Linked DNA regions of Cricetulus griseus: region 1 is linked to region 2. Evidence: chromatin contacts called from public Hi-C data. All regions are on one chromosome and are shown on one strand. The core of a region is the stretch at or near the end of the contact, and the rest is flanking DNA. Distances in the headings are between cores, read along the strand shown. Region 1 has its middle 320 kb from the start of Has2. Region 2 holds the start of Has2 (hyaluronan synthase 2).

Region 1 (3,739 bases), core at 364-2,863, 320 kb after region 2:
GCTTACATTATGATGGCTCACAACTCGAGCATCCCTACCCCTTTCAGATTTTACGTCTTTGAAATTCCCATGGAAATGTACCCTGGTAAATGCCAGACAGAAACTAGAATACTTCCTAGGTGCCAGGAACCCAAATTATGATGCAGATTTCAAGGAAGAGCCTACCTATTCTCCTCAAAAGATGTCATCTCAAGCCTCCCAGAAGATTTACAGCCAGTTATTTCATCTTTTCTTCCTCCCAAGAATTTACACATGCGCTACAGTATTTATTTGTATTATGATTGAAATATTTTAATGTCTAGAGCGATAAATAAATTGTAGCTCAATAAAAGGTAAAACTCGGAAGATCAAGTTAAAGGCTGAATGTTATTTTTCATCCAGATATGCTGCCCTAAGGTAAGTAAGTGTTTAGCATTTGTCATTTTGAAAATATCCACTAAGGATACTCAGACTACCTACCATGGTATTATTCCATTCATTTATATTCTCATTTCAGAACACATATATTGAATGTCTATTATGTGCACACATCTGACCTCACAGAGATATGTTTAAAGTCCTGGTCCTCCTCCACGTGGTTTTGTGAGAAAGCAATTCAGTATGAGAAGGGGGCTGGTGGAGTGGAGATCTAAATGAATTAGGGATCTTTGTTGGTTTCTCCACTTTCTCAGTTGCCCACTGGACTAGGAACAGCTTACAAGGAGTCAATGTTCCTTTGACTGCAGACATCCCAAATACAGAGGCTAACCAGAGATGTTTCCTGTAGTTAATTGTTTGCTTCAATTCTAGAAAGTGCTACTTAGGTAGTCCCCTCACCATTGAGCTTTTATCCACAGAACACTAGCTGTTAAATTATAGAGTGAATTACATACACAACTACAGGTGTAAGAAAGGAGATAAAGTCACTTGCTACTAGCAATTACCTTCCTAGTTTCTGCTCAATTAACATCCCTCGCTAGGATTCTTATTGTGGCTTAGTGTTCTGTCTCCTACAAACTGAATGGTTTGGATACATTCTAATTTATGCAACTGACCTTTAAAGTTACACAGTTTAGAAAGCTCAGTTACTTCAGTTATATGACAGGTAACTCACACAGTTACCTTTCTGTCAGTGTGATTCCTTCTGTCAGTCAGTGCCTATACACTCAATTAAACTGGTATTCTTGACACTCAAGCATGAGTGTCTATTAGACTGATAAAGAAAGATTCATGAGGTATCCACATTTAAAGATTCAGCTGTTGTTGGAAGAGGGAACAAGCTAGGGAAAGGGGGAGGGGCAAAACCAGTTTCTTTCTTTCCTTTTTCTCTCTCTCTCCACACACCAGAGAGACCTTACAATGCACCACAGTGTGCGAACAGAGCTGGGTGCTGCGATACCATTTAGCAATAATAGATGACTTGTACTCCCCAGACTTAACAGGCCAGTGAGCAGCATTAAACTGCTCTGAGGCTGCCATGCACCGAAAAGAGGATGAAAAATAAAATTGTCTATGGCTATTGCAGACGTATTTACCCCTTGTTTAGGGATCCCCATAGCAACAACAGCAAAAAACTGTTACTGCTCTGGGAGGAGGGAAGTCTTCACGGGCAAAGACTGTGATAATGGCCCAGGACCTGCATCGTATCTGCATGCAACCGCCCCCTCTAGCGATAGTTTAGGGAATGGCCACGCTTTTCCTAGCCTTTGGCAACAAGCTTCTCATTGCCATATGTTATATCTCTTAACTCTAAAAGCATAATATTGTTGTATTAAATTAGCAGGACTTATTTTTAAGAGACTTCTAAAACTTTGTTGTTGTGGGTCATTTGGTTCTTGCTTTCTGAGCTCTCTCTCTCTCTCTCTCTCTCTCTCTCTCTCTCTCTCTCTCTCTCCTGTATTTTATATGAACCTAGGAAATATCCAACTTGCTGGAATGATAAAAGGCTTCTTAACAGCCTTACCTACATGTCCTCTGTAGAGATGTAGAGAGCCGGATAATGTAACCCAGAGGAGTGCTAAACTCCTGTGATCACTCTATTACTCTTTTGCAGAGGGGGTATTACCATCTTAGTGATCTCTCTGCATGCCATTGTCCTCTAATTTCCGCAACCCTCTCACCCAATGACAATATCCAAACTCATATACAAACCTCTCCTTCTTCAGGGCAAGACCCACTACCCAAAAGTGTTCATGGGAGGGGATGAATACAGTTAAAATGATGCATGTCTTCACACTACAATCTTTTGTAAGTTTGCAGACTATACGAAATACCCTAACCTTCCAAGAAGTCACAACTCAAGTCTCAGCCGCTCTACTCCTCCATCTTATGAGCTTTTATAACCTCTTCTTTGTATTCCCACTTTCTTCTCGTGGCATTAAATGACTTCTACTACTATTCTTTATATGTGAATTTGTGGACTGTTTTCAATTTTGAGTTCCTTGGGAACAAAGACCTCTTGAATTCTCTATTTAGTTGTAATTGTCCAGTTGATGGGATTTTATTTGATTTATTTTTACAAGTACTCTTTTGGGATAAAAATTTCAAAGAGAGCTATTAGACAATGGGAAACATGACTTTCTTGTGCTATACAGAGTCCTGGAGAACTGGTCCTGGATGACATAATGTCAAGAGACACTAGCAATGAGGAAGAAAGAGAAAAAGAAAAACTTAACTCCATCAAAGGAGTAATATCACAGTACATTGTAAGAAATTCTCTAGACTATAGATTCCTACTACACCCTTAATACAGTAGTGATAGTCTTGAGTTTGCAGAAAACTGAACCTCAAAACAAATCTTAAAAAAAAAATCAGTGTTTCAGTTTTACCCACATGTACGCAAATATGCAACACATAAATAAATGTAATATTATTTTTTCAGAATTTAAGGACTCTAAAATAAGGAAATATTATGCAAGAAATTGGGTATGACAATCACCACAGGCCTGGATTTACTTAATTATGCACAAGAGGATTCAAAAGTGAGAGAATACTATTTGGCTTTTCAAAACATAGTGAAGAAAATCTAGGCCTCAAATATTAGCTGATCCTATTGACTTGCCATTTCATCTCGAATTGAAGAAGTACTTTTGTAGGAATTGATCTCAAGCAGGACATTTCAAAAATTTCAGCTTTGGTAATCCCCTCAGTGTTAGGATTCAGAAAAGTTTCCATAGTAGAAATTCTGGTTTCTATAGCTTTCTGCTTCTTCTTCTCCCCCATTTTCCCCAAAGTCTTAGCGTTTAGTGTCACTTACAGAGAATATTTTCTGAAAGATTCCCCCTTTTTGGTAGTAGCAGCAAACACGACACAGTACTGTTAACAACTGAAATTTCTTGAATACTGTCTCTATTTATTACTACATAGATCTGGAGAAAGGGATTTAATCTCCTGGCTTCGGGATTTTTACCAGCTAAGTAATCTTAGTATTTCTACTCAGTATTACTTAGTGATATTTTATAGGAATATACACTTTAATGCATTGAATATATCTTGATATGTTAACACATAAAGTTTTTGAATATAGGATATGAATCTCCAAACATGGTGCCTGGTTTGTAGGAAATGTCTAGAAAAATATTACTTCTCTCCGCGTTACCCAAGATCATTTGACATATATTAATTTACTCTCCTGTCTGTTTATAATCACTCACTGATGCAAAGGAATTTAAGAATATGGACAACCTATCTGATGGTGCAGAAGACTCCAAGCAATCCCCAGAGTGGTGTAGCCCAGATGAAATGTAAGCAAATGTGAGTC
Region 2 (3,607 bases), core at 762-3,261:
TTCCCAGATGTGGAATCCAAGCTTATATCTGCCCGCAGCTGAAGGGCGTGCAGTTACGGGTTATGAATGACAAGGCAGAAGCAACAAATGTATTTTTCTTTAGTAAAGAAACTCAGTTTTACAGGTGTTCTGTTGCTTGACTTGTTAGCATAGGGACGGTTTAACATTCCTAAGTAACAGCAACAGGTAGGGTGCCCCATTCGTAGGCATTTAGGGGGTTAGAGCTTTAGAGATGGGGACCACGAGGCTCTTTGGGGGGTTGCAGGTGAAGACTTGCACCGCGCAATTTCTACCCTACCCCAAACTCAGTTTAATGTATATTATACATCATGGTGTCGAAGTCGGGAAATACTTTAAAATAATAATAATGTACCGTTCCCCCAAACCCTGCAAAGTCAGGAAGCTCGAGCCTGATTAAGTGAGATGAAAATGTACTCTGAAATCTAAGCCGGTCTTTGCAGAAGCTGAATCACCTCAGGCAGGGGTCAAAGGCTGAAGCCAAGAACGGTGTTGGGGAAATGAGGAAGTGGTCTCCCCAGAGTGACCTCAAATCATTCTCCAAAGCTTCCCAGAAGAGGAATGACTGAGTGCTTTGGGGGGTGGGGCGGGGAGTGGCTTTGCTGACCCAGCTCTGGGGGATGGGCCAGCTTTGTAGCCAAACTCTGCAAGCCTATTCACACACCCCCAACTCCACACCTGTTCAATGAGGAGCAGACGACACCCTCGATTTAGTCTACCTTTCTGTTTCTGTCTGACCTTTGATTAAGACTCAAATTTATATTCCGATCTTATCATCAAGAAATAACCCAGTCATCAAGGTACAGTAGAATTAAGAAGTCCACACCAATAGCACGTAGAAGAGAAAGAAAAGGACAGAGAGAACGGAATAAAAGAAAAGGAAATGAAAGACCAGTTAGGCTTCACCAAATTACTTGAGCCACTTTTCAAAGACCAAAGTTACTGCGCAAAACCGCTCTCATTTTTTCCTAAACAGCGCCACCTACTGTCCATTCTAACTCATCGAACTTTTTTTTTTCCTTTTTACCTTTTACTGTGGGTGGGGGCGGGGGCGGCAGGGATCAAGGGAAACGAAGCAGAGAATAACCCGGCAAACGAACTGACCAGTCTCGGGTGGCACCGAAAATTTTTAAAGTGTTTTGACATCGTTAAATTAAAGGCTCTCAAAAACCAAAAGTCATGACTTTAGCGGTCTTTAGAGACAGCCGCTTCCCTTCCTTACGCGTCCTCAGATTCATAGTTATCATCATCATCATTTTAAGATTTCTTTCTCGAGTGTTCCTTTTGTATGCTTTCATATCTGGGAATCACAAGAAGAAGAGATTTTAAAACATTTTCTCCTTTCGGTTCTCAGCCCACCCACAGCGAAAACTTCTGCAGCACAGAGGCGTCGACATTTATTTGCCTTCAGCTTAGAAAGTTTGGAGTTGGCAAAAAAAGAGAGAAAGGGTTAACAAATGGCAGACTGGTCTCCCTCCTTTTAGCTTCCTGGCAGCTTGGGGAGCCTCCAGGTAGCGGGCGTGCACACACACACACACACACACACACACACACACACACACACACACACACACACACCGCTATCCTGCCTGCCCAGGGCAATGATTTAGCCTAAGAGAAACACTGGGACTTAAAACAAATCACTTATATGGTAGAGGGAGTTTATCCCGTCGAGGGATGCAAGAGGGAGTTTATCCAGTCGAGGGAATCCTTTTAACCGAGACAGACTCCAGCCTCTTTGCAAAGCAGGGCTCCCCTCTCTCTCTCTGCGCCCCAGGGAAGGCGGTGGGCGGCATCCGTACCCTGCGTTTCTCTGCACACGTTAACAATCAAGTTAATTGAATTCATTGGAGTTTCGAAGCGGCCTCTAGCTCTAAGAGGGCTTTGAATGACCAATTTCTCTCTCTCTCTCTCTCCCTCTCTCCCCCTCACTCCTCCCCGCCTCCCATCCCGCCCAGTCCCTCCCCTCCGGGTTCCCCAGTCCACACCTCCCTCCTTCACTCCCCTCTCCCCCACTCTCTCCGTCCTATTAAAACACCCACCGGCTCACTTGTTAGGACCCCCTTAAGTTGGAGGAGGCAGAAAGGCAACAACAGCGAGGAAGGAGAAGTCAAGGCGTCTGGAAAGAATTACCCAGTCCTGGCTCCGAGCAGCCCATTGAACCGGGACTTGAACCAGCCAAAGACTTCTCTCTTCCTAGGCTCTGCTGGGTCTACACCGGGCTTTTAGGTTGACCCGAAAAAAGACTTTGCCTTGTCGGAGGGAGGGGGATTGGAGAGACTAGCAAAGCAGGGGGGCAAAGTTTAATTTATTTTAAAGCACGTTTAACAAAAAGAATTAGAAGATTTAAGTACAACGGAAATAATAAAAGAGCATATTTAGTGCAATTTCTTCTCAAAGAGGGGAGGACCGAGCATTTAAGGCTCCCCCATCTCTCTTTCTCTCTCTTTTTTTTAAATGTTGTTTTTAAATTTTTTATTTTTTTTGGCCGGTCGTCTCAAATTCATCTGATTTCTTATTACCTCAATTTTGGAGACTGCCTTCCACGACCCTCCGGGACCACACAGACAGGCTGAGGACGAGTTTATGAGCAGGAGCTGAACAAGGTACGTTCCACAGGCTTTGGGGTGAACTGTGAATGCGCCAGAAAGTTCCGGGGCAGGGAAGAAATTATCCGCAGGACTTCGAAAAAAAAAATACCTAGTTTCTATAGGAACATGTGAGGTCTGAAGTTTTCTTTTTTCAACAGACTACATATTAGGGGAATATTGCCAATCGCTATCAAGTCCGGCAGCATACCTTGGCTTTTATCACCCTTGCGCTTAAGCCAGAAATCCGCTGCCTCTCAGAGCGCACAGGTAACTGTGTCCCAGCAAAGCTGATTGTCCCAAGATGGACTTTTCCACTAGGCATCTCCCGGAGCGTCAAAGGGGCTCCGGAGCTAGAAAACAAGGATTTCCACTGTGTAAGGAAAATGCATTCCATAAATGTCCTTACCTTCCCACCCTTCCCCTTCTTCCTATCCACCCACCGTCGCCACTATGTGGGCAGGAACACCCTGACACAGTTCTGTGTGCTTTAAGAAAAAGAGACAGAGAGAGAAAGAGAGAGAGAGAGAGAGAGAGAGAGAGAGAGAGAGAGAGAGAGAGAGAGAGAGAGAGAGAGAGAGAGAGAGAGAGAGGGGGCGGCTCTATTTTGGCTTGCTTGCATTGAAAGGGTTAAGCGATCTGGGCTTCCAGCTCTGTTGGGCTGAGACCCCAAGGAAGGAAAGTCCTGCGCCACCTCCTCGCTACCATCCTGGTTCAGCCACTCCCCCCTTTTCCAGGGCCTCCACTGGTTTGCAGTTTCCAAACTCCATTAAAGTGTCAGGCGGGGGGCATCCGGGCTCAGCCACCCTGCGGGAGCCTTTCTGGGGCAAGGGGTCCCTCATGCAGGCGGTGGCATTCGCCACTGGGGGCGAGACCAGGGCGCGCATCCCTCCCAGCGCCAGGCGGTCCGCCGGGAGCCCAGAGACAGGGCGTGCGCGGGGACAGCATTGCGCTCGCTTGCTCGCTCTCTCGCTCGCTCGCTGGGGCAGCTGCAACCTTTC

The links. Hi-C and Micro-C count contacts between places; a contact is called where the count stands out from the background.
Region 1: a contact with region 2 is called in a Hi-C map of fibroblasts, with 4 times the contacts expected there. The contact joins the enhancer-like site here to the promoter of Has2 in region 2. A contact is called at or near these places in 2 of 8 Hi-C or Micro-C datasets (fibroblasts and liver).

The regions. Positions count from the first base shown.
Region 1 is chr10:31,225,743-31,229,481 of CriGri-PICRH-1.0, forward strand. No RefSeq gene overlaps it. Among named protein-coding and RNA genes, the nearest start is that of Has2, 320 kb to the left of the region's middle. Within about 2 kb of position 1,614, at least 3 of the 6 cell types and tissues checked have open chromatin away from gene starts, as enhancers often do.
Region 2 is chr10:30,902,995-30,906,601 of CriGri-PICRH-1.0, forward strand. It overlaps Has2 (hyaluronan synthase 2), which reads left to right and starts at 2,012. Exons shown (of 4, transcript XM_027431680.2): 1 at 2,012-2,624.